2 separate regions of the Macaca mulatta genome follow, and region 2 is linked to region 1. Evidence: chromatin contacts called from public Hi-C data. All regions are on one chromosome and are shown on one strand. Each heading gives the region's core, a stretch centred on a gene start, on an enhancer-like site or on the middle of the called end of the contact. The rest is flanking DNA. Distances are from core to core; before and after follow the strand shown.

The links. A called contact is a pair of places that touch in the nucleus more often than the background predicts.
Region 2: a Hi-C map of cortical neurons shows a contact between it and region 1, with 2.5 times the contacts expected there. The contact joins the promoter of ZNF512 here to the promoter of CCDC121 in region 1. A contact is called at or near these places in 2 of 14 Hi-C or Micro-C datasets (cortical neurons and fetal cortex germinal zone).

Annotation. Positions count from the first base shown.
Region 1 is chr13:97,364,226-97,370,290 of T2T-MMU8v2.0, forward strand. It overlaps CCDC121 (coiled-coil domain containing 121), which reads left to right and starts at 3,375. Exons shown (of 2, transcript XM_001099612.5): 1 at 3,375-4,000; 2 at 4,467-6,065. The coding sequence starts at 3,633. The coding sequence ends at 5,421. GPN1 (GPN-loop GTPase 1) reads right to left here and starts at 4,223. Exons shown (of 15, transcript XM_077959832.1): 1 at 4,189-4,223; 2 at 2,947-3,000; 3 at 2,431-2,522; 4 at 1,318-1,357; 5 at 528-594. The coding sequence starts at 4,208.
Region 2 is chr13:97,410,848-97,417,475 of T2T-MMU8v2.0, forward strand. ZNF512 (zinc finger protein 512) reads right to left here and starts at 1,997. Exons shown (of 16, transcript XR_013402889.1): 1 at 1,892-1,997; 2 at 1,315-1,373. It overlaps SPATA31H1 (SPATA31 subfamily H member 1), which reads right to left. Exons shown (of 8, transcript XM_077959808.1): 7 at 3,627-6,628; 8 at 2,023-3,482. The coding sequence ends at 2,510. It overlaps LOC144333828 (a long non-coding RNA gene), which reads left to right. Exons shown (of 2, transcript XR_013402914.1): 2 at 1-1,981.

The sequences.
Region 1 (6,065 bases), core at 2,125-4,624:
CGGGGCACAATCCAAGGACCTGAGAAGCGGAAGACTTTGATCTGTCAATGTCAAGTAGTATCTCTTGTCAAAATGTTAACAGCCTGTCTCATGGCTTAACATCAGAGTGAAAAAAACAATGATTATAAAACACTCTTATAGAAATAGGTGACAAAGAAAACCTAAAGAATGACAAATATTTATCACAAGTAAAATGCCCCATCATTTTTCCATTCCATGACTGCTAGTCCATCCCACTCCCAAATATCCCCATCCCAGCTTCAGGGTAATACCACAAGCAAAGAACATGTCAAGAAAATAACCCAGGTCTTTTAGATTTTTGTTAGCTGTCACAAATATTAAATGTGAAGTGTCTGACAATACTGATCACCTTCTCATAGTCTACTTCTCTGTCTGACAAAATGTCTACTTATTTTCTGTATTTATGTGCAGGTTTGCCGCTTTTCTTTATCAATGTGATCAAGCTAAGGAATTTAAGAGTCACAGATTTTTACACAGCCATATTGATATATTAAAGACAGACATACCTGATCAAATCTGGTAGCAAAGAGATTGAGTGAGGTCACTATGCCGCCATTGGGTCCAAGTCCATATCTAGACACCAAGTTGAGGACTGAAATCGCTTATAGATTAGATTATAAAGTTCACACCCAGGCTATCATTCACACAAAACAGCATTATGAAATTAGTGTTCCATTAATGAATATTGGCAACCTAATCCGTGACTACCACACAAACTTAACCACACAGGGAAACATTCAGTATCAAGGTCTGGCTCACTCATTTATGACTTTAGGAATGGCCAGGCAAAATGAAGAAAGCAAAGTGACCAAAATGTAATACAGGTGCATCAGGCAGTGACAGCTCCCTAGCATTGGCCATGAAGGCCACCTGTATAACACCTCCGGCTCTGATCCTCATAAACAAATTAAGCAGAGTACACATTTCACACAGCAATTTACTAAGAGTTAATCCAACTAAACCCACTCATTTCTGAGTTTCCCAGTCTAAAGAGGTGGTGACCAACAGATGATCCTCCAAGGCAAAATACTACCTTGTGGGACCCAGGTAGCTGTCAGTTATCCTGTCCTACTCTCTGCTCTTTAATTACAACAGCCTGCCATCTGGGGAGACAGTAAAAAAACTAAAATCTCAAGCTGAAATAATATTTCTGATCACCTACCTCTGCCACAATCAGCTTCCATCCTTTTGCTTGTATATTTCACAGGGAAAAGGCAAAAACACTCTTTCAAGCCACAAAATACACAGAAACGAAGCCAGGAATGAGTCAAGACCAAAGTAGATGGAAAAGGATACTGTTTCATGACTTCTTTATACTTTACAGTGTCACGAATATCTGAGGAGAAAGAAAAGAATTAACTGGAATGTAATACATGCACATTCCCTACCAGCAGGAAAGTGAAACTGGCCTTCTAGCCTTCTCTTGTCAGCATTCTCTTCTACCACCTCCACTTTCACACTGGTTTCCTTCCTTACAAAGAATAAATGTCAAGTAATTCATGAAGAATGTTAGGGCTAGGAGCTCTAAAGTTATGGTAGAGAGTTTTGTCTCCACAAAGTGAGAAGTTTCACACAAGTCAAACACGCCTAGAAAAAGGGAGGCAAAAATCAAGGGGGAAAAAAAGCTTCTTACTAATTGCCTATTACTAACAAACGCAATGCAAAGGCAATGCAGACATGATTTTTAAAAAGGAATTAGGCTGGGCACAGTGGCTCACACCTGTAATCCCAGCATTTTGGGAGGCCAAGGCAGGAGGATCACTTGAGCCCAGGAGTTCAAGACCAGCCTGGGCAACATAGAGAGGCCTTGTCTCTCCAAACAAAACAAAACTAGCCCAGCATGGTGGCAGGAGGCTGAGGTGGGAGGATCACTTGAGCCTGGGATGTTGAGGCTGCAGTGAGCTGTGAATCACGCCACTGCACTCTGGCCTGCTGGGTGACAGAGACTCTATAAAAAAAACAACAACAACAACAACAAAAAAAGCCTAAGCTGTTTAGGAACTCAAGCAAATCCAAAGGAAATGAAAGTAGATAGTTTAGAAAACATCAAAAAAGAAGGCACTGAAGACTGGCAGGCTGGAGAGTCTGACTCTATTGCCTAGGCTGGAGTGCAGTGGTGCTATCTTAGCTCACTACAACCTCTGCCACCCGGATTCAAGCAATTCTCCTGCCTCAGCCTCCCGAGTAGCGGGAATTACAGGCATCTGCCACCGCGCCTGGCTAATTTTTTGTATTTTTAGTAGAGATGGGGTTTCACCATCTTGCCCAGGCTGGTCTTGAACTCCTGACCTCTTCATCTACCTGCCTCGACCTCCCAAAGTGCTGGGATTACAGGGGTGAGCCACTGCGCCCGGCCTTTTCCATTCTCTTTAAAGCACTTCACACAAGTTATGTTACCGGTTTACTCACCAATATTGGCAGGAAAGGGAACTTCATGTACTGCTGGATCCAGGTTGATCACATAAGGTGGAGTGCCTTGGGCATGCAGGTGTCCTGTGAGCCTCTGCAGAGATATGGGGAGAAGGTTGGAAGGAGACAAAGAGGGGACAAGAGAGAACTTCCTTTACCACCCATGCCTTAAGAGTTTTGCACTTAGATTTTCTTTTACCTGAAATATCCACCCACTATATCCACCACCAAGATACAACTCTCAGTTCAAATGCTACCTTTCTTCATCACCCATCTAACAAAACTTCCCCTACTCATAGTCACTTGTTTACTTGTTTTGATTCTTCGTATGTGGGTTTTCTCTATCTCCTCCATTAAATATTTAGCCCCATGAATGAATCTTGTCAACCTAATTTTCGCTATATCCCCAGTGAATGGTACATGACAGGCGTGCAAGAAATAATTCTTCGGCAAATCTTCACCAAAACCTGTGTGCTAGCACTGTATTAATCTCTAAAGTTACTTGTAAGCCCCTGCCTTCGAGAAACTGGCAATTTTATCAGCAAGACAATTCCTGTACAACGTGGTAAGCTGACCGAGTATGCACTGAAGGTGCACAGAAGACAGCCTTAATTAACCTGGCTAGGGCCCGAGGAGGCTTTGCCGGGGAAGGAACTAAAGTTGATGGGAAACGACCGAAACCCATGCGCCGATACCCTCCAAATCCTCGGAGACCTCCCTCCCTTTCTCCCTGGCCTTCCGCCTGTCGGAGGCAACCTTTTGCGCTCCCCTACTACACCCACGCTGTGTACGTCACCTGTACAAAGGTGGTTTTCCCGGATCCCGCCATTCCCAACACCAACAGACACACTGGGTGCCGCGGACCCCCAGAAGCCTGGGGCTCAGCTGCAGCTGCGGGAGCCGCCATCTTCCTCCTGGCCCCGCCCACCTGACCATAGAGACACCGCATGGCTAGAGAAACTTCCGCGATGTTCTGGGCAGCGAACGAAAACAGAACCAAAGCGTCAGAAAGGAGCGTGAAGGGGCGCGGTAGTTGCCAGGGCATCTTCTTAGTATCGGGCAGGGCTGGTGAGCCAACTAGTGACAGTGGCGAGGAAGTGGGGGCGCTGAGCAAGCGAGAGGAAGGCTGAAGGGAGCTAGGAAAGGGCTCTGATCTCTGCAGCCTGGGAGGGCTTTTGGCCCCAGGGGGAAGGCGAGAAGAGATGGGGTCCCGAGGGCAGGACTCACACAGCAAGAAAACGAGGCGCATGCCTCTCATTTCGAGCCCGCAGAGAGCGGGGAGCGGAGCCACTGGAGGACCGGCTGCTCGGGTTTATTCGGTAGCCGAGGCGGTTAAACAGTTCAGGGCTGGACCAGCCAGGACTGGAGCAGGGTGCAGCCTCCAGGGTTGCTGGGCAGCACCGAGACCCTTTGAGCACCGAACGGATAAACTACGGGAGTTTTCCGCACTTGCACGTTGTTCCCGCGAGTTGCAGGCGCAGGTTCCTGATGCTAGCGCTCATTCCTTGGTAATCACCCTCGGTGAACTACGCAGTTGCCGTGACCTTCAGGATGAATGCTTGGATTCCAGGTGCGAATAGGTACTGGAGGGGAGCTTCCTTCTCACTGAAGGGCTCTCAGAAACTCAGGAAAGATGATGAAAGAGCTTAGAAAAGTATTTCTACTCGCAACCACCCAGTCTGTTTCTGTGGCCCTTTGTAGCTGCTAACAGTGTTCAGTAAGTCATAAGATCTGGCTTTCATACCCAGGCTCTGCCACTTGCTAGTGGTGTGAGTCATGGGCAATTCACTTAAACTCTCTGAACCTGTTTTCTCTTTTTAAAACTGAGATAGTACCTCCCAGGGTTGTGGTGAACGCACGTTGTAAATGATGAGCTAAATCCGTCATCTTTTACCACTAGCTGGATTCCCCTCACCTTGCATAATGTCTGGAACATTCTGGGTACTCAGAAATATTCTCTGGTATAAATAAAGGACAGTTGTGCACTTCCTAAAGTTTCATCAACTGAGAGAGGAATGTCTCATTTGTTCTTTCAGGTTTGCTGAGGGCCCCAGAAGGCTCCTTCCACCGTATCATAGGCTAATAAATAATTTTGTCAAGCCAGAGAAGCTAACAAAGGTGGAGACAATCCTTAAAGAAAAGATAGTGGCGGAAATGACGGTTCTGAACAAGCATATAAAACAAGCTCAAATCCAGCGGGAACAGCTACTGGAGGAATACAGGGAGCTATACCAAGAAAAGTTACTTGTCCAGGCTGAAAACAGGTTCTTTCTGGAATACCTGACTAACAAAACTGAAGAGTACACAAAGCAACCTGAGAAGGTATGGAACAGCTATTTACAACAAAGTGGAGAGATTGAACGAAGAAGACAAGAATCAGCCTCCAGATATGCAGAACAAATTTCAGTGCTTAAAACAGCGCTCTTGCAAAAGGAAAATATCCAATCCAGTTTGAAGCGGAAGTTGCAGGCAATGAGGGACATTGCTATATTAAAGGAAAAGCAGGAGAAAGAAATACAGACATTACAGGAGGAGAAAAAGAAAGTCCAAGCTGAGACAGCTGCAAAGACACGTGAAGTACAGGCCCAGCTCCTCCAGGAGAAAAGATTACTGGAGAAACAACTGAGCGAGCCAGACAGGAGGCTACTGGGAAAGAGAAAAAGAAGAGAGCTTAATAAGAAAGCCCAGGCCTTGAAGTTGGCAGCAGAGCGGTCTATTTTTGAATACTCCTGTGGCCTCAAAAGAGAGAACCAGCAGTTCAAGAAGGAATTACTGCAGCTAATTGAGCAAGCCCAGAAACTAACGGCTACTCAAAGCCACTTAGAAAACAGGAAGCAGCAGCTGCAGCAGGAACAGTGGTATCTGGAGTCCTTAATCCGGGGGAGGCAGAGATTGCAAGGAAGTCATAATCAGTGCCTAAATAGACAGGATGTTCCAAAGACCACACCCAGTCTTCCCCAAGGCACCAAATCAAGGATTAATCCAAAGTAACTCCTCCTAAAATAACACTGATTAGATAACTGGAGCAAGTACTCTTAAGTGCTATATTAACCTGGTTAGGAAGGCTTTTGGATTCCAGATTGTTATTGTAACATCTCCATCATGAGTGTTAGAGTGGAGGATTAGATGGTTTTATCCAACAGTCCTACTAGATATTTGGTAACCAGCTTCCCTTAACTAGTTTTTTCTTGAAATACTCTTGTTAATAAGATATTCCACAAACCTCTAGTTAACCTAACACATGACCCTAACCTAGCCATTTACCATACATCAAACTAGCTAAAGGAAACCAACCCGAGGAAGTGAAAACAGTTGTGATTTATTTCATCTAACTAGATTTCTTTATAGAGAAAAAGTACCTTTAAGGATAGCATTCCAAATAGACTGAATAGCGTTCTGCTCAGTAAATAACCAGTATCAGTTTATCCTCATTCCTTTTGACCGACTTAGCAGACAAAAGCAGTTTTTATAAGATTTTTGTAAGTTTGTGCCAGTGACCAGGTAGCTCCTAGTTTTCTCATGAGCGAAAAAGCATTCTGATAACAGCAAGTCCAGTAAGTGCTAGGCAGAGTGACCTTTCATCTGATGTGAAGCCCCTACAAGTTTAGCTTTAAGTAAATTGAGAAGGTAAGAGA
Region 2 (6,628 bases), core at 747-3,246, 45 kb after region 1:
ATGTTCTTTATTAATCTGTTAGGCTATCATAATAACCTCTGAACCAGTTTCCCAGTACCCTTCCAAATCCATCCCTCATAATGCTGCCAGAGTGGCCTAAGACCAATTATCTGGCTATGTCATTCCCTCATTATCTCTTCCAGGATAAAATCCAAACACTTTAGTATGCCATAACAGGTCCTTCATGGTCTAGCCCCTACTAACCTCTCTAAATGCTCTCCCTGCAATCCCTCATCCTCCATCCCACACAGAACTACTTACTATCCCATTAACTTTTTCCACACGTTCACATACTGTTCTCTGTTCTGAAAAACCTTTCTCCTTCTCACTAACTGTATGATTCAACTTTCAGGTTTCTACTTAGGAGTGACCTGCTCTGATAATCCTTCCCTTCCAAACTATCACTCCCTTTCCCCAAAGGCTAAATTAAATTCCCATTTAAAAATATTTACTTATTACAATGAACTGTGTTGATCTACTTGCCTATCTCCCCTTCTAGACTGCTAGTTGTTTTTCATGCCTGTATACCTAACCTACTACAGAACTGGCACACAGCAAACATGTAGTAAATGTCACCTGAATGAATGAATCCATTTAATGTCTAGTTAACAAGAATGTTTTCTTTTGTATTAACCATGGAAAAACTAAGCACCTTCAGGGTACTAAATAACAAACCAGTCTTACAGCCAAGTAGTTTAAAAATATAAGGATTTCTTACGGCCATTTTTTTAAATCATCCATCCCAAGTTCATCACTGTATTTATGTGCACGAAATTGATGTCTGGAGATATACGGAATTACCACTGAGTCACTGGTTCCATTTTTATTATAATTTGTACTCTTTTTATGCAAGCTAGGTTTTTCTCCCACACACCAGACTTAGACCTACACTGTCCAATCCGATAGCCACTAGCTACAGGTGGCTATTTAAAGTTAGTTAAAATTAAATAAAATTTAAAATTCAACCCCTCAGTCGCACTAGCCACATTTCAAGCGCTCAAAAGCTGTACAGGGCTAGTAGTTATGATACTAGACAGTGAAGATACAGAACATTTTCGTCACAAGAAGTTCTACTGGACAGCGCTGGCCACAAAATCACACAAGAACCTTAGAAACCTAACTTACTTAGCAAATAAAATTTAAAATTCAGTCCCTCATTTGCACTAGCCACATTTCAACTACTCAAAATCCACACAGGGTTAGTGGCTATGATACTGGACAATGCAGATACAGAACATTTTCATCACAGGAAGAAGTTCTACTGGACAGCGCTGGCGACACAATCATAAAAGGACCTTAGAAAACCTCACTTACTTCTTAGCTCCCACGATCCTCGTGCTCCTCTGCTGCTTAAAGGTTGTGGGTCCCGAAGTCTAGCAAATCACAAGCACACGAGTGAGTGCTAGGGACCTCTGAACCTCGACCACAAAAAGACGAATTCCCCTATGCCCAGAAGAAATGAAGCTCTCCCGGGGCAACCACCTCAAACACAAGAAGGCAACACCTTTTAGGAAAAATATGCTGTCCTATCTTCCAGCAGTGCAAAGGCGGGTAACAATACCAGAGCCTTCGTCTTCCCCCATTCTCAAAGCCCTGTCCCAGGCTCTAAAAGGGAGGCCAAAAGAAAAGACAACGGATATGAGAGACATTGGGGATGTAAAAGGAATAGAAACTAATGGCAATGTGGCGAGGAATTAAATTCAAGGAGGTAGGGTACAGGCAGCAGAACGTGGGTAAAGAAAAAGGGGACAGGTGATCTGATCTAGAAGGGTGGGGCCTACGATGGCCTCTGATAAAACCAACTCTGAGCATGGGACAAAAGCGAGGGACCGCATGTTCCGGGCTCGACAGCGCTACCTCTAAAGCATAACGGTCAAACCAAGAAACTCACGGCGGGTACAGCACCGAGTCTGGAAGACATCACTCCCTCTCCACGCCTAACAATTTCACCCAAGGGCTCCGGCCAGACCAACGCCACTTCCGCTCTCCTCGCCTCTCCCGGATGTGGGTTCGGCTCCGCCTAGCCCTCTTCTGAACTTCTACTTCCGCCTAGCAGCTTCCGAGGGGGCTGCGGCCGGAGCGAGTCACGTGACGAGTCACCCTCCGATTCCTCTGAGACCCCGCCCCACTGGGATTGCGACGCGGACCCGGGAACTTATGGGTGGGATCTGGAGCGAAGGGGCGGAGCTTGGAGCCTCGACCGGGCCTCAAAACCCCTGGCTCTCATTCCGAACCTTTGCACAACTCCTCGTGTCCTTCCAGCCTGCTTTCCCCACCCACCCGCCCAGTGGTCTCAGTCCAGATGCACAGGGAGATCATGTACTGCCCCTTTATTGATCTTAGAGAAATTACAGACCCATTCTCACACGCCTCCCCCCGGTAGAGAGACATGGAAGCCTTTCCACGCTGGGGGCGCAGGAATTGGAGGCAGTGGCTGAGCAGGAAAGAAGCCTGGAAAGGGCAGCACGATGAAGACTTAGGACAATGAATAATAGGGGCGGGCCCCGCCTCATCGAGTAGCTTCAGGCCTCCACACTTGTCCTGCTTTGGGATTTTTATGTGTGGTGCCGAGGAGACTTGTCTGATTCTTGAAATCTCTAGACAAACTATGGCTGGGCCTCTCCCCAGGGGAACTGTACTTGAGTCCCTCCTTAAGGGGACTGCGTCGGCTCCTCTCAGAGGGACTGCGATGGTTCCTCCCAGAGGGCCTCCCTGGCCTCATCTCAGAGGGACTGTGACGGGTTCTCTCACAGGAACGGCGATGGCTCCTCTCAGAGGGCCTCCCTTGCCTCATCCCAGAGGGACTGTGATGGCTTCTCTCAGAGGGACTGTGACAGGCTTTCCCAGAGGAACTGTGTCCTCTCCTCTCAGAGGGACTGCAACGGCTTCTTTCCAAGGGACTGAGGGGGCTCTTCTCTGAGGGACTGTGACTTCTCTCAGAAATCCTACGATGGCTCCTCTCAAAGGACCTGTGAGATCTCCTCTCAGAGGGACTGCGATGGCTCCTCTCTGAGAGACTGCGATGGCTCCTCTCAGAGAGACTGTGACGGCTCCTCTCCAAGGGACTGTGATGTCTTCTCTCAGAGGGACTGTGATGTCTTCTCTCATAGGGACTGCGATGGCTTCTCTGAGAGGGACTGCGATGGCTTCTCTCTGAGGGACTGCGATGTCTTCTCTGAGAGGGACTGCGATGGCTCCTCTGAGAGGGACTGCGATGTCTTCTCTCAGAGGGACTGCGATGTCTTCTCTCAGAGGGACTGCTACGGCTTCTTTCTGAGGGACTATGATATCTTCTCTGAGAGGGACTGCGATGGCTCCTCTGAGAGGGACTGCGATGTCTTCTCTGAGAGGGACTGTGTTGTCTTCTCTCAGAGGGACTGCTGTGGCTCCTCTGAGAGGGACTGCGATATCTTCTCTCAGAGGGACTGTGATGTCTTCTCTCAGAGGGACTGCGATGTCTTCTCTCAGAGGGACTGTGATGTCTTCTCTCAGAGGGACTGCGATGTCTTCTCTCAGAGGGACTGCTGTGGCTCCTCTGAGAGGGACTGCGATATCTTCTCTCAGAGGGACTGCGATGTCTTCTCTCAGAGGGACTGCTACGGCTTCTTTCTGAGGGACTATGATACCTTCTCTGAGAGGGACCACGATGATTCCTCTGAGAGGGACTGCGATGGCTTCTCTCAGAGGGACTGTGATGTCTTCTCTGAGAGGGACTGCGATGGCTCCTCTGAGAGGGACTGTGAGGGCCCCTTTCAGAGAGACTGTGACAGCTCCTCTCTGAGGGACTGCAGTGATTCCTCCAAGAGAGACTGCGACGGCTTCTCTCAGAGGGACTGGAATGGTTTTTCCGAGAGGGACTACGGTGGCTCCTCTGAGAGGGACTGTGTTGTCTTCTCTCCGAGGGACTGTGATGTCTTCTCTCCGAGGGACTGCGTTGGCTTCTCTCAGAGGGACTGCGATGGTTTCTCCAAGAGGGGTTATGACGGGTTCTCTCGGAAGGACTGCGTGGGGTTCTCTCCTTATAGAAGCTGGGGTGGTTGTGCTCCTTGTGTGTGAGTTTCTCTTTAAGGTGTCGGTGCCAGGTTCTCTTCACAGGGGAACCAGGTAGGATTCTTCCTCGGGCCTGAACTCTGGTTCCTGGTGTGGACAAGTTCTTAGACTCCTGGCTTGAGGTTTCATTTCTATAGAAGTTTTTCTTTGATCTGCTACTACTGTCCTTTTGAACACTTCCCAGAGGCTGCCCCACTGAGGCAGTTTGGAAAGCAATACCACTTTGGGAATCTGTAGGCTTGGGCAGTCGAAGAGGTCTGGGTTGGAAAGAGTGAGCTCTTCTTTGCTGTTGAGCTGATCTGCACTGGCCCGTTCCTCCCCACAATATGTCCTCCTGCTTAATGGTTGAGCCTGCTGGTGTTAGCTTGTCAGCTGACCTCTTGTCTCTTTTGATACTGCTTGGTAAGCAATAGTCCCTGGTGTTTTGTTTTGGATAATAGTTTTTGCTTCCCCACAAATTGTCTGGCCTTGTCCTGTCCACAGGCTTCCGCCCAACAAAAGCTATAACTCTGTGTGCTGTTTGGAATGCCCGCTTTAGGCTCTGAAAAAGCAGTTGCATGAACTTGGGCTGGGAAGGTTTCTTAGGTTGTCTTTTTAAAGAGGCAGTACTTGTCTGAGTTGCTCCAATCCTCTTCCTTCTTAAATAGGCTGGTAATTCCCTAGAGGGACTCTCTATTGTGGTTCTGCTGTTTTTGTAGAACTTTCTGTGTTTTCTAAGTCCCTTGGTGATTCTCTTCATTGGATATTTTGAATCAGAGGTCTTTTTGGTTCTCACTTTAGCCCGTTTTTCATTCTGAGTGCTTTCAGAGTCACTCTCTGGTAGGTTGTGAACTTGAGTGAATTCATAGTGCCCAGGTGCTCTAATTTTTGTCTTTTCTACTAGGTCAGGGCTGCTGCGTTGTCCTCGCCTGATGTAGAATTGTACAGGAGCAGGGGACTGGGAAGGCCCAGACTGCAAATCTATTGTGGAAGCAGGACTCTTGGAAGCTTGAGTATAGATTTTAGCTTTCCTTCGTGATGGTAATATAGGGCTTCTCCGTATGATGGGTCTATCTCTTTCACGATACTTTGAGATTTGGGGTCTTTTCTCAATTCGCAGCCTAAAGCCAAGATGCAACCGAATCTCACCATGGCCTTCAGAAGTGCGTACAAGATGGAGCTGTGGATAGATAAGAAGATAAGGCCCCGAAGTGGTCTGTAATTTATGATGGCAGTTAAGTCCTGAACATCGACCACACTGTAGGCAGATAGGGTATTTTAGGACTAGACCTGAAGCTAGAGGTGGAGGCACATCAGGGGGTATTTGACTCCTTAAGAGTTTTGCTGCTATTTTTAGCTGCAGATCTTGCAGCAGCTGGAACTGTTCTGAGAAGTCAGTCTTAGCCTGTGAAAGATAATTTGGCTTGAGGGAGTGTTGGGACTCAGAAATCCTTGTCCGGGAATCACTCTGTGAGTCCTCACTTTCTTCCATTGGAACAAGATCTTCTCTATCATAAAATATGCTGAGGGAAGACTCTGACTTTACCAGAACAGGAAGCTGGCCCCCTGCACATGAGACAGGCATATGCTGAATGACTTCTTGGGATATACCACTGAACCTTAAATTTGTCTTTTTTATTCCCACTCTAGTCCCAGAATATTGCTGTATTATGGAAGATGTGGAGCCACGTGTCCATATCCTTAAGGCCATTCTTTTCTTATGACCATGATAAAAAGTATGTCTCTGAATGTAGTTTTTGACCACGGAAGGCTGAGAAATAGTAACTGGACCCTTCTCTGGCAGGCTCTGAGAAGCTTCCATCAGTTCAGCTGGAATCCCAAATAAATTCTGAATAGATTGACAGGTATCTGCAGTGGCTCTTTCTGCTAAAGATGTTTGAGAACAAAGTTTCCTTTCCATAGTGGTCCCTAAAATATTACCCAGCATTAGCATAGTGGAGAGATATTTTCTTGGTAGTCGCTGCCTCCAGGCATGACTCTCCCAGACATTGTGTTGTCTACCCAGGAAAGACTTGATGAGACCTTTTTGAACCCCTGATTCTGCCCGGAATGTCCTAGATAGTGATCTCCAGCTTTGTAGTAGATGTCTCTGAAGTGAGTTCTCTAGCTCCTCCATTTGCTTCCTCTTAGTTGTCTCTTTAGATATGACATCCACTCCTGGAATCTCAGGACATGGGTTTTCCACAGTGTTAGCTGTCTTATCAGAGCTTTGATTATGAAGGGCCAAGGGAAGAATTAAAGATTGTATCATAGTAGGGTCTATATAGGTCTCTTCAGGCTGCAAAATATCTGTCCCAGGGTTTTTTATATCCAAAGCTCTGTATACTTCCTGTATCCCAGAATCCCAAAGTCCTCCTAATTCAGATGCTGTTCTGACAGAGCTTGAAATGAGTGTGGTTGAAGAGCTTTGTAGGAACCTAGAGAAGTCAGTCCCTGCTTGTAACTCTTCTGATGTTAACTTCTCACAGTCCCTATTCTGACACACCTGTCCTAGATTCAAATCCTTAGTTTCCATAACTTTAGGAGGCTCCGTTTTTATCACTGTAGATTTCACAGCCTGAAGCCCTTGTTTATGAGT